3 separate regions of the Mus musculus genome follow, and regions 2 and 3 are each linked to region 1. A link is a contact called in public Hi-C and HiChIP or PLAC-seq data. All regions are on one chromosome and are shown on one strand. Each heading gives the region's core, a stretch centred on a gene start, on an enhancer-like site or on the middle of the called end of the contact. The rest is flanking DNA. Distances are from core to core; before and after follow the strand shown.

Region 1 (3,985 bases), core at 681-3,180:
AACGTGGTCTTAAAAATGGAAAGCAGACTGGACAGGGAAGGGCCAGCCAATCAACTAACATAAGGTGAGTATTCCAAAAACGTTTACTCACTTGGTGAGCAAGTCTCAGAGGAAACCGGCCGCTCCCAGACCCTGCTGCATTTTGAGGCAACAGAGTATGGTGGGCATTGAACCATCTGCCAGTTGTTCTAAGGCTGTTTGCTTTTCTGAACTTTCAAAGGTCTGGAATTCAGGGCAGCAAGAAGATGAGGTTGCACAACTCTGGAGTGAGTCTCAGAGGAAATCCATGCCTGACACTTTCTGGTTGTGATCTCCAGCCAGTGACTTGGGGGTCTCTCCATACCTCACTCTAAAATATTATTCTGTACCCCTCACAGGATTGCAGAAAACTAAAAATTAGAAGACAGCCAAAGGAACCAGCACAGTCCCTGGCACACAGTAACCCCCAATAAATACATATCTACGAACTAATTATATTTGATGTTCAGTAGTATAATATATACTAGATGATCGACAGGAACATTTGTTAAATAGAATCACATTTTTTTACACGTTCACATTTTTTCTATAAGCTTCAGAGACTTTTAAATACTAAAGGTTTCTTCACAATCCTCTAACTTAAAACGTGAGAAGATATTGAGAAAGTAACTCTTTCTAAAGGCAAGACAGCAAAGGACATTTTCATAATGGGTTTCGGTCACAGTAGACCCATAAGTCATTTGATAGCCCTTTGATCCTAACTTCCTACTCACACTAGGTCTGGGGGGAGGCCAGAGATGGGGAGTAGGGTGGGTAGTCGGTAATCTGGAAAGGACAAGGCCAGAAAGATGCTGATTATCTGCCCTGTTCCAGATGTTTCAAACAAAGTCCCAAGTGGGCATTTCTAAGTGCCATGCTTAAAACAAAAACAGTAGGTGAAGAAAAAACAGTAGGTGAAGACACTGCCCAGCAATCCACAGCACCAGGAACCACACGGCCAGGGTCCGGTGCCCACAGCCAGCGGACAGCTCCCGGCTCGGGTGAATAGACCGGGCCGTTTCTTCAACAGCAGGCGGAGGCGGCCGAGCCGCAGTCGCCTGCCCCGTGGGTCGGCCCCACATTCCTGCCCGGGTCTATACTTAACCTCCGGCCCGCGCCCCGTGCCGCCGCGCCACACCGTGCACCGTATTAGGCAATGCCCAGCGAGCGGCGGCTGGCCGCCCCGCCCCGCCCCGCTCCATTCAACCCCGCTACGCCCCTCCCCCACTGCGCCGCGCGCCCCCGCCGCGCCGCGACCACCTAGGGCCCAGCACGCGCGCTCTTGCTCTCTGCGCCCCGGCCACTCTCCCAGAGTGCTCCGATCGCAAGTGGCCGGGCACACGCGCTGTCCCGCTCCATGTGCGCCTACGGGGCCGCGACCCCCAGTTGGCCGACACGCGCGCTCTCGCTCCAAAAGCCCCCGCCACCGTCGCGCGCCTCCGCCTAGACCCCTGACAGTTCCCCCGTGCGCTTCCGTTCCATCCCCGTGCGCGCGCCCTCGACCCCCAGCAGCCCCGCGAGAGCGCGCTCCCCGCGTCCCCGAGCCCGGATCGCTGAGGGACCGCACTGGTGCTTGCGGAGCGTGGAAGGACCTTCGCGCGCACGTACCCGGCCGTCATGGCGATATTGTAGAAGGTGAGCCAGGCGGTGGCCAGTAAGCCTAGGCGTCTCCGCTTGCCGGCGGCTTCCTTCTCGTCGCTGGCCTCGGAGGCGCCGTTGGTGCCGTCCTCCTCACTGGACGCCATGGTGACCGCGCACGCGGACCCGGAGGAGCAGCGCACAGGAGCGGGAGGGGCCGGCTGAGCGCGCCACTGAAGTGCCGCTGCCCGCGGCCGCCGCCTCGGTCCAGCGCTCCATGTGCGACGCGCGGGGGGTCGGCGCCGCCTGCCCGGCCTCCCGCGAGGGGGAGGAGCGCGCCCCCGGCCGCGCGCCCCGCCCCGGCGCCGCCTCTCGGGAGCGCGCGCTCAGGGCCCTAGCCCCGGGGTGGGCCAGCCGGGGTCATGGCTTCCAGGCAGTGTCACGCGGCGCGCTCCCGCGGGAGAGCTGTCCGCACTGGCTGCGACCTCTTCCTAGAGAGACGCGAGCGACGTGCGCCCTGGCAGTGGGTGCCCCGCTGGAGAGCCTTGTCCAGATAGAGCGAGTGCACCCGAGGTGGCAGGGGTTTTGCCCCGAGAGCAGGGTCTCCCTACCAAATGCTCGCTCTCCCGAGTTTCTGGAGAAGCAACTCCGGCCTAGCCTTGCCCCATGCCTTTCATTACTGGGTCAGACGGATGTCATGGGTTCTAGAGATCTGTTCTAAAGGAAGCTGGGAGAAAGGACGTAGGCAAAGAGGGATAGGTGTTAGGATACTGACAGGAAATCCAGCCATGGTGTTAACAAGTTTCCTGTCCTGCTGGGAAGAAGTGCCCAATGGCTCTCCACATTTAATCTCCCCTTTTTCTCTCTTCTTCTCAAGAACCATTCTGGTAATAGCCCCCTTTCCTTTCCCTTTATAGAGTGTGGCTAAGCAAGCAGCCTAGAGTCAGTTTACTGAAATTCAACCCCCAAATTCCTGACTCCACCAGTCTGGGAATTTAGAAGTTTGTGTATGCCTACATTTCTGCAAAAGAAAATAAAATGGTAAACCTCATAGAGAGATAGGGTTAAGGAAATGATCCATCAAAATCAAGTACTGACTTGATACTGTTTGTCAACTGAAGTATGCATATTAGTACTTTTCAGGCATCTTGCTTATAATGAGAGAAAGACATTTTGCAAAGGGCAACACTGTCAGAGGGGAGAAATGACTATAGGTTTGTCCATGAACTCCCCTGGGTGTGCACATTGTTGTGGATGTGAAATGGGAGGATTACCCGTCCAGTTTCAGAAATGTCAGGGGAAGTGGGGTTAAGTAAAACCTTCCAAGTGGAAAGTGTACTAGGGATAAATTTACTAAAGCAGGTGCCGGCCCTGTACACTGAACATTAAATCACTGCCATATGACACAACAGGCCTCTAAATCTCAAAATGTTACAATGTCAGTTCTCTCCAGATGCCAGCAGGTTTTATTTGAAAAGCTAAAACCTACAGATCCATGAACATGTATAGGAAGAACTAGGAGCATGTGCATAGCCTATTTATTATAAACCTCACTATGAAACTACAATGGTCAACCTAGAATAGTAAGCAGAAGGGAATTGTGGACCAATGTGACTGCAGAGTTCAAATACACCATAACCTGAAGCAATTCAGTGTGGGAATTTTAATCTTTTCAATGAGTGGAGCAACTGGACAACCACAGAAAAAATGAATCTTACATCATGGCTATGTGCTAACTTCAAGGTGATCATAGAATTAAACACAGAAGCAAGCATATGAAACAAGAAGAAAACAGAATCTCTGATGTTAGGAAAAAAGGCAAAGACTTCTTAGGTACAACTATCATAAAGAAAGGAAGGAAGGAGGGAAGGAAAGAGGAAAGGAAAGAAGACTTAAAATTTTACATTAAAATGTAAAAATCTATTCCAAAAACAATTTTAAAAGTGAATATTCACCATACATTCAAGTAACAAGAGTATATGATGAGTCTTTATAATTCGATAGGACAGGGGCTAGGAAGAGAGCTCAGCAGTTTAAAGTGCCTGCTGCTCTTCCAGAGGACCCGAGTTTGGCTCCTAGGACCCGGGTCAGTGGTTTCACAGCCCTGAAACTCCAGTTCCTGAGTATCTAATCCACTTTCCTGGCCTCCTCGGGAACCCACACACGGCATACACACAGAAAGACACACCACACACAAGTAAAATAAAGTATGTTTAATTCAATAAAGGAGTCTGCTTTTGTTTGTCTGTTTTTAGCAAATAAGAGAATGTAGAGCACACGGGAAGGAAGAACTCATCAGTGCCACGCTCGTAGCTGCTGGCTTCACTAGGAGTAGGGAAATTTTGAATTAAAGTGGCTAACATTTCAAAGGGCTGGCAAGGGTGTGTAG
Region 2 (4,630 bases), core at 1,369-3,868, 190 kb after region 1:
ATCAGACCATTCTAAGTTTTACATTAGTAATAGAAATTGGTTTTTTTGTAAGAATACTGTGATTTTTATAGCTGTTTTGGTGCTGGGCAGGGGAGCTCAGTAGTCTGGTATCCACTTACATTCTTCAGAGGCCAGGGTTATAGCTCCATCATTATCTCCATTATCATCATCATCATCATCATCATCATCATCGTTATAGCTCCATTATTATCTCCATCATCATCATCACCACCACCACCACCACCACCACCACCATCATCATCATCAACAACAACAGATTTTGGACATTTCTATGCCATTGCCTTTCTTCCTCTTTGATGTGGCATGTTACTACAAATGTCAATTCATAGGACATGGTATATATGTGTATCAGAAAACATTCTTATTGTCACTTCCTCATCAGACATGAAACACAATTCCAACGAGAGTTAAGAATTATGATGCCATCCACTAGATGCTACAGACAATTTAGCAAGCTGAATGCTTTGTTATTAATATAATTATTTAATTGTTACAGTTATATAATTCCTTTTTTTCTCTGGTAAATAAATTAGAAGGTCACACCCTCTTTCCCAGGGTCATAAGCAGAATTTTGTTTCATTAAAAAAAGAAGAAAGGGACATAGAAAAACATTTAATTTCCTAGCTTCCAAATATCTTACATGTAAAACGTTATAAATAATAGTCATGTATCTATAGTGTCAGCCTTTTCTAGAGTCTACCAAGTTTTCAGTCATATAACAACACAGGGTCAATATAAGCTAAAATGACCATTTTTTTTTAACTATGAGAAAAAAGCCTAACAATTAACACACTCTGTTGCTAAGATGTAGGCCAAGTATGTCCTGGTGATGAGAAAATGGAGCTCTGAAAATGGAGCTTTCCTATTAGCCTGCCTGAAGAAACCTGTGAACTTCCCTCTTATGCCATCTTTCTTATATTTTGGGTTGTGAGCCTAGCCTTTAACAGCTGAGACATCTCTACAACCTATGCCCTTCTTTCTTAAAAGAGCAATTGGAACCAGAGAGACCCTGGCCACAAAAACTACTCGTTTATTTTTCTCTTCCTTACCTATTTCATTCCTTGCTCCAGAACACTGGGCTGGCATCCTGAGTTGTCTTTCTGGTGTCTGCCCCATCATCTGGTCCAAATGTCTCAGCAGTGAAACAAGGAGATGGTCTCTCTTTCTTGCCTTAGGCATATAAAACATTACAGATGAAGTTGGCTCATGATGAGTCTACTCTTCATCTCAGGAGTGAAAAAAAGGCTTTAAAATAAGGGACAACAGCGGAAGATGTAATCATGAGAACTGGGTGGTTTTAAAAAATGTATTGTTCACTGGACACATCTCCCAAGTGTAACACAGCTAACTCACTGTCTTCTTTCTCAGTTGAGGGAAGCGAGAGATTATGGAACAAAGATCCACTGACTGGCATTCTTTACCAGATAAACTCCAAGTCTGCTTTAACCTGGCATCAGGCAAGGGCAAGCTGCAAGCAGCAGAATGCTGACCTCCTGAGTGTCACGGAGATCCACGAGCAAATGTACCTCACAGGTAATGACAGAACTCACAGTCGTATGTACAACAAGGTTACTTGGTTCCCATAGCGTGTGACTTACAAGTAGATAGTTACTAAGAGGTATTATGAATGTCACGAAAAAGTTTGTCCCCAAGCAGATGGTACGGTTCATATAAGAACTCTGTGTTTAGAAACCAGCACCAGAGATGGCAAGCAGCTGCCATGTCATGATTGCACTTTGTTTTATCAGTTGTGACTGTCTTTAGAGTACATGTTAAGAACTGTTCTGAAGATGGAACTGAGCAAAGAACAAAGGCAGCCACTGTCATGGAATGGTGTGGTTTTGGACCCAGCAGTACCAACCATGTTCCATCGTCCCAAACATTTCTCATTAGCATCAGAGAGGTTAAGATGATAAAATGAAATGAATGATTGGGAGCAGAGACAAGTCAATACTTCCTGTGCAAACCTAAGTCCCCTTTACCTTGTGCCTCTCCAGCTCCCAGATCTGTATTATTTCTACAGTGTACTGTTTGGCTTTTCAAAACATCTATTACCAAGTTGTAAACTAGCCTTTGACTGAGAAAACAATATACATTCAATCTCTAATAGTCAGTCTCAAGTATTGCCTAGCAAGCAATACTAGGAGAACGGGGTTTGATTTCTAGAATTCTTTCCCATCTTTCACGCACAAGAGAATTGTTCTGTGTTTGAAAAATAAAACATTGGCCACAGAAACGTAAAATGGGAATGGTAATTATATCACTTATTCTTATGCCATGGTGATAAAATACCCCAGCCAAAAGTAACTTAGGAGAGAAAGGATTCATTTTGGCTTACAATTCCTGAGGGGCAGAATCCATCATGACATGGGAGGCAAGGCGGAAGGAGCATGAGGCTGACCTAGCAGGCAGGAAGCACAGAAATCACATTTTGAGCTACATAGAAGAAGGAGAGAGAGAGAGAGAGAGAGAGAGAGAGAGAGAGAGAGAGAGAGAGAGAGAGAGAGAGAGAGAGAGAGAAATCAGGAAGTGAGACTAGTCTATAAAACTGCAAAGCCTACTCCCACTGACATACTTCCTTTAGCAATGCACAGCTGCCACAACCCTCCCAAATCCTGCCACCAACTGGAGACCAAGGGTTACAATAAGTAGACCTAAGGGAGGGGTACTTTTCTTTTCAACCACTGCAGTGGAGCACACCTCTATGTCCAACATGAAGGAAATAGAGGCTGGAAGACCAGAAATTCAAGGTCACCCACCAGCTCATCGCCAGTTGCAGATCAGTTTGAGCTACAGGCTATCTGCCTCAAATATAAAACTAAACAGAAAGTCAATAAAAAGGCCACACTTGGGGAAGTGGATAATAGGGTCAAATATTAGTAAACACCTCTTCTTCCCCATTGTTAAAGCCTGCTCCCTCCAGTTCCTCTGACTTTACTGTTACATAACAGATCTTGGACCTGTGACTGCTGTGTTTACAACATACTCAGTGACCCCTAACTTCTAATCATGAAACACATTTACCCGGTTCCAGGATGCCATCTCTCCACCTACAGCTCACCATGGAAGCATTTTGCCTCTTAGCAAAGGTCTTTGGTTTCTCGTGGGTGGCATGGTTGTCTCTCTGCCACACCACGTTTTAAATCTAGAATCGCCCAAACCTTGCATACTGAATGGAATCTTTTCCATTTCCCTCGGCTTATTATTAGCACTTTTGTGAGATATTTATTTACATTTTGTGTGTCTGTACAGGTTTACATCCGTTTGTGTCCTGTGCATGTAGAAAACACAGCTCAGCCTTTGCATCCTTTGGTGATGTGCCTCAGAAACCCGTCACTTTATTTTTTAAAAGAAATAATATTTTTATTTATTCTTTGAAAAAAATAGTTTGATCATACTCATTCTGCTTCCTGAACACCTCCAGATCAAGGTTCTCCCCTCCCTCCCTATCCAGCCTCATGTTCTCACTCAAAAATCATAAATAAATAAATAAATAAATAAAATCACTACTATAACAAAAGCAAAACAAAACCAATGGCATGCAGTTTTTGTTGGCCAATAACTCTTGTGTGGCGTTGGGTGGCATACTTTGGTAGCTATCTACCTTTTCTTTTTGGGGCTCTCTGATTAGGCTAGTCTGATTGTCCACTGAGACCCAGGGATCCTTCTGTCTTTGCCTCCCTGGCACAGGGACTGTATGAATGCTCCACCACACGTGGCTTTTTATATGGCCCCTGGTGATAAAACTCAGTTCTTGTAATGTAGCAATCACATTATTTGTGAAATTATCCCCTCAGTTTTTATTACCTATTTACTGTTTTGCACAAATTCCCCATAATCTATTTATAAACACTTTAAATAAGTAGAAACATTTATTCCTCACTGAGCAGGCTATCTGGATAACTTTGCAGTGGGCATTCTGTTAGTACACCCAGGCTGACCCAATGCAAAAATCTTAAACAGAGGAAAGACATTCCTTTCTCAAGAAGAAAGATACTCAGTGTTCAATATCCTTAGGCCCTTACTGAGGAGGAATCTAGGGGATAATGGTGTGGCAGATGGGTGTTTGTGATCTGCTCTGTTGTGAGAAATAGGCATCCAAACTGGAAAACAACCCATAATAAAAATAAGGTGTATTTTACTAGAGGAGTTTGGAAAGTAAACAGGATTTTAAAAATATGCATACACCAGAGCGATGACTCTGAAGTTAGAAAGTATTGTTAGTATGGGTATGGTGGTTGACACCTGTCATCCCCATGCTCAAAGGCCAAGGTGGAACAATCTGAAACTTGAGGCCATAAACAAACAAACAAGTAAACAAACAAACAAGTTGTTGTCTTCTATTGGATAGGGGCCATGTGCCAGACACTGGAATTTACGTCTGAAACCGATATTAACCTTGCAAATAAATATTGTTATCTCACTGTATAGAGGGCATGGCAGATCAGTGGGTGAAAGCTGAGGTAAGTTGCTTCATGCTTTAAGTTCATAAAAAAAGGGCCAAATTGGAGTCCATCTCTGTCTTCTGTTTTATCTTGCCCGAATCTCACTCATAAAATAGCAGGAATCAGGTATGCCCAAAGCACCAGGGAGAACCTTAATGCAAACA
Region 3 (4,552 bases), core at 1,433-3,932, 220 kb after region 1:
TCTACTGAATCCATGTCACAGATCTAGTGTTTTCTAGTTTGTTAGTTGTCAAATTTTAAAGCAAAAAAAAGTTTTGTCCAGGTAACACCCCATTTTGTTCTCTTAGCACTCACTCTGTGAAAAAGAGGAGCAAAGGAGAATCACTCCAAGGAAAGACCAGCTCACATATCTGTTTTCCTAATGCAAACTCACAGCTCAAATCAGTTCTCTAATCTCTAAGGTGTCAAGGCTTCCCCTAGCACCCAGCAAGCAATTTTTCAGTGACTCCACCCTAGGATCCCTGAACTTAATTCAGTTCTTCTGTTATCTGTTTGGCAGCAGTGTCAGATCCCACAGGCAGGGTTTGGTCCTCTGGAGGTTGTACTTGACTCATGTCAGGTCCAGTTGCAAGCGCTAAGCTGTGTTGCCTGCATTTCTGAAGGGCCAGCTATAGAAATACATTCCTACAACCCTATGCTAGGCTCCCTTCATTTGCTTGAACAACTCAGAGAACTCTGGGAAGCACTGACATTTCCTGATTCACTTAGGGGATGTCAAAAGGAGAGGGTCAGGTGAGAGGGCTCAGTGAATATAGTGCTTGTCACAGAAGCATGAGGACCTGAGATTGGATCCCTAGCCCCCAGGTAAAAGGCCAGGCATTATAGTATACGTCTGTCATCCTAGCTCTATGAAGGCAGATAGAGGAGGATCCCTAAGGCTACTGGCCAGATAGCCTGGATGAACTGGTAAGCTCTAGGTTCAGTGAGAGACCCAGACTCAAAATGTAAGGTGGAGAGAGATTAAGGAAGATACCCAACATTGATCTCTGGTTTTCATATGTGAAACACACACACACACACACACACACACACACACACACACACACACACACACACACACACACACAGATGCAGAGAGAGAGAGAGAGAGAAAGAGAGAGAGACAGAGACACAGACAGAGACAGAGAGACAGAGAGATCGAGCGTTATATAAGGATGCAGGTGAAGAGACAAACAGGGTGAAGTGGAAGACAAGGTAGTGGAAATTCCATCTTTTCTACTGACCTGCACCATCCAGGAATCCCCACCAGCTCAGCCATGTGGAACACTTTGTGAGCTGTTGAGAAACTCTATTACTTGAGAATACTGGCTAATAGACTAAGCAAGGAAACACAGCAGGTGCCAAGATTCTTCTGTGCCTCTCAGGGCTTACAGCCTTTCTCCCTCCAGGGTGTGGCACATAGATCCCTGGGATTGATAGGATGGGTCTTATCACTTATTACTAAGGAAGGCAGGTCAGAGGCCCAAAATTATGATCCCAACTTCCCAAATGTAGACTGTATTATCTGCAAATATTCTACTCATTCTTTCTATTCTTTTATCTTAGTTAACTAATTAAGTAATCAACTAAGCTTTGTTGGCTTGGCTAATAGAATGATAGGCTAAGAAAATCAAACAGAAAGTAGAGGGTTTTAAATTTGAACTTTAAGCTCTGAGGTTTCATTCATCTTTGAGGTTTACTTACTTCTTTGTTTTATTTTCTTTCTTACTCTTCTCAAAGCTTGGCTTATACATTCAAAAAACTTAAAAAAAATTCAAAAGTCACTGACATTTTATTGCTTCAGGGCAGACTCAAAACCCACAGAGTCCTGCTGATACTAAAAATCCTGTGATAAAAATAGATATCAGAGGATTGTGTTTCAAACTGCATCTTCCTCTCCCAGCAATGACATGCTAATATAAACATCTAACTACTAGAACACAGATATGTATTCTCTCAAGACAGAGCAGATGAATTGCTTAAATACCATGGATATACATTTGTGATTGATTGGTTAAAGAATCGTATACAAGAAGAGAATTACTCTTCATGTGTTCTCGTGTTCTCTGAGCTATTTGTATTTAGCTCTTTGTATTTAACTGTCATTAAATTTCCTTTTCATGTTTTAGAAAGTAAATTGTACTTATAGTGTTTTGATTGCTCTTTTTAGGCATCTGGAATTATTCGGACTATGGTTAAATATAACATCTGCCATTTTTATCAGGGCCCACAGTCCTCTTTGTTCTCCCTGGCTCTTGATGTTCCTGAAAATGCAGTGCCTATTTTTCTGAGACATTTCCGCCCAAGTTGCCTTCATTATTTCAAGTGTTTTTTTTTTTTTTTTTTTTTTTAAGCTAAGACAGATCTATAGCCTATCATCAGAAAGGGAAAGAAACAAGATGGTCCCAATTCGTGATTCTCCTTGATAACCCTATCATCTGTAATCAAGAATTGAGCAGGGCATTTGACCTGTGTAAAAAGTGGTCTGGTCATTTCAAATAATTTTTCCAACTGCTGTAGTTTTCTTCTTTGTATTTTCAAAGTTCTCTTAAATTTTGTGAAGGCTAGAGAGGCCAATATGAGAATGAGAGAACAATGTCTGAATGGATCAATCCACTCAGATAGATGGTAGTTTAACTTCATAAACTTACTTTTCCTTAGTGAAGACTATTATAATGTAAACGATATAAAGCTATGACTCCTGTGTGACTCTTTGTGGGAAGTTATGAAATGTTTATTCATGCCAGATCATAAAGGAAATGATTCCCCCCAGGTCCAGCTTGGGGAATCAGGGAGTTTACAGGGTAACTTACAGGAGTGTGAGCAAAGGTTACATATGTGGATATGAGTGATTTATTGGCAGCTCCCTCACTGGAAAGCCCACTTCAGCATGGGTGATGATTCATGAAGGCTGCATCCCTGACACGCCCTGAGCAATTTACACGTAGCTCTGTAGAAGAGTCTTGTCTCCCTAGCAATTATTTATTGCTTCTATAATCCCAGGAAGAGGCCCTGTGAGTCTTGTAACTTTCATAAACCTCCTGAGCTTTCTAAGTTCTTTAGCTTCCTGGATCTATGACATATGTTCTGTCTTTAAGAGAGAATGTTAGAATCCAGAGGAAATGGCTACAGAAGAGTAAAGCAATATTTGAATTTATCAATGAAACAATATCTCGGGTATAAAACTGAAATAATTTTCATGTTGATAATTTAAGAAATTTGCATAAATGTTTCTAAAGTTTAGTTACTTTAATTCTTTTAAAGATATGAACAAGCATTCCTGACTAGTTTGGTTGGATTGAGGCCTGAAAAATATTTTTGGACAGGACTCTCAGATGTTCAAAACAAAGGGACGTTTCGGTGGACTGTGGACGAGCAGGTGCAGTTTACACACTGGAATGCCGACATGCCAGGTATGCGGGAGCTGTGCTCAGGGCAGGTCTAGGGGTCTATGCTCAGGGCATTCCCTCATTCTTTCCAGCAGAGCCTGTCAGTCTTGCAGACACCTCTCCAATGCAGCATGCGAGTCAGTTGTGTTTAAGTAATCTTTGCATTTCTCTTCTCCCATGCCCTCCCATCCAGCTTTCAGTATTCTGGGGCAAAGAGGAAGAGAAAATTTTTAAGTAATTTGGTTCTGGTATATTTAAAGCAACGAAACATTTCAAGTGCTCTCAGGTGTTATGAATATTTGCCTAATTTCACAAAACGGGGCCCTATAGAAAGCAGATGTAAAACTTTTCAGTGGGGCTGAATATGAATATGGATGTCGTTGAATGGTGGGACCAATGCAAACGCTTATGGGGAATCATTAGTCCAATTTTTGCATTAACCCTTTACAAACATGGGATTTTATTTTATCTTTCCAAGAATAACAAGGGGGCATTTAAGTATCTTCTTTTAAAAGATGTAGAAATTGAAACTCAGGATTTATAGAACTAGAGATGCCCAAGCCTAGACTTATACTAATCTTGGCAGTAAGCTAGTCTGAGGAATCTGGTTTTGGACCAACCAGCTGCTTTGGTTTTTTGAATTGCTTTTGTTGACTGGAGACCCAAAGTAGACTCTAACAGACACTAAGAGCTTCTTTATCTTTATACACTGATGTTACTGGCAAATAATATTACTGACAATGCCATCTCTCAGACACTTCAATACCCTTTACAGAAAGCAAATCAGTGTGCCAGAATCACAATTCTATTCTAAGAATTCTATTCTATTCTAAGCTATTCGAGGAATAACCACTTAAGCGCATGGGTTTGCTACTTGGCTCAATACATCCTAATCTCCAGCTGTTAGTCAAATTTGCATGAGCAGCTTTGAGTGGGGAACTGATGTCACCACTCAGATTACACTGTTTGTACACCTGCTATTTGATTATTAAATCATTAAACACTGGAACTGTGAGATTCAAGATCACGTAAATGAACACATTCTCATTTTGTTTGTTTCAGTTTTGGGGAAAGTCACAGCTCTTACTGGGTAGCTTTACTTTGCCTTGGTTACTTACTCACCAGGAGGATTCTGAGTGATGAGCACTGGAATATCTTCAAGAATAAAAATCCATTAAACTAGAACCATAGCTCAGCTGTGACCACTGAGAGTCTTGAAGACAAAGTCTCTTGTTGTATAGTCCAGGGTTAGACTGGAACCTACAATGTAGCTGTTAGAGTTCCCTATGGCACTCACTATGTAGGCTGGGCTTAAACTCAAGATCCTCCCACTCTAGCCATCCATGTGCTGGCACCACAGCTTTG

The links. A called contact is a pair of places that touch in the nucleus more often than the background predicts. HiChIP or PLAC-seq counts read pairs in DNA pulled down with a chosen protein or histone mark.
Region 2: a contact with region 1 is called in a Hi-C map of peritoneal macrophages, with 2.8 times the contacts expected there. The contact joins the enhancer-like site here to the promoter of Hacd1 in region 1. A contact is called at or near these places in 12 of 39 promoter capture datasets (the 3T3-L1 cell line, the C10 cell line, the HPC-7 cell line and 6 more), 1 of 15 datasets of contacts at CTCF or cohesin (large pre-B cells), 10 of 484 Hi-C or Micro-C datasets (the C10 cell line, the HPC-5 cell line, bone marrow-derived macrophages and 7 more), 7 of 115 datasets of contacts at active chromatin or transcription factors (bone marrow-derived macrophages, embryonic stem cells, fibro-adipogenic progenitors and 3 more) and 2 of 9 other capture datasets (adipose tissue and liver).
Region 3: a contact with region 1 is called in a FOXA1 HiChIP or PLAC-seq map of pancreatic cancer cells. The contact joins the enhancer-like site here to the promoter of Hacd1 in region 1. A contact is called at or near these places in 12 of 39 promoter capture datasets (the 3T3-L1 cell line, 3T3-L1-derived adipocytes, the C10 cell line and 6 more), 1 of 15 datasets of contacts at CTCF or cohesin (the NIH/3T3 cell line), 5 of 484 Hi-C or Micro-C datasets (embryonic fibroblasts, granulosa cells, liver and 1 more), 8 of 115 datasets of contacts at active chromatin or transcription factors (embryonic stem cells, large pre-B cells, microglia and 3 more) and 3 of 9 other capture datasets (adipose tissue, liver and pancreatic islet).

The regions. Positions count from the first base shown.
Region 1 is chr2:14,054,105-14,058,089 of GRCm38.p6, forward strand. It overlaps Hacd1 (3-hydroxyacyl-CoA dehydratase 1), which reads right to left and starts at 1,931. Exons shown (of 7, transcript NM_013935.3): 1 at 1,627-1,931. The coding sequence starts at 1,763.
Region 2 is chr2:14,247,418-14,252,047 of GRCm38.p6, forward strand. It overlaps Mrc1 (mannose receptor, C type 1), which reads left to right. Exons shown (of 30, transcript NM_008625.2): 4 at 1,390-1,554. Among named protein-coding and RNA genes, the nearest start is that of Mir511, 11 kb to the right of the region's middle. Within about 2 kb of position 2,619, at least 58 of the 459 cell types and tissues checked have an H3K27ac peak or open chromatin away from gene starts, as enhancers often do. A contact at or near this core is called in the HPC-5 cell line, the HPC-7 cell line, adipose tissue and 7 more, where this site is marked.
Region 3 is chr2:14,276,774-14,281,325 of GRCm38.p6, forward strand. Mrc1 (mannose receptor, C type 1) reads left to right here. Exons shown (of 30, transcript NM_008625.2): 11 at 3,063-3,211. Among named protein-coding and RNA genes, the nearest start is that of Mir511, 18 kb to the left of the region's middle. Within about 2 kb of position 2,683, at least 29 of the 459 cell types and tissues checked have an H3K27ac peak or open chromatin away from gene starts, as enhancers often do. A contact at or near this core is called in the NIH/3T3 cell line and pancreatic cancer cells, where this site is marked.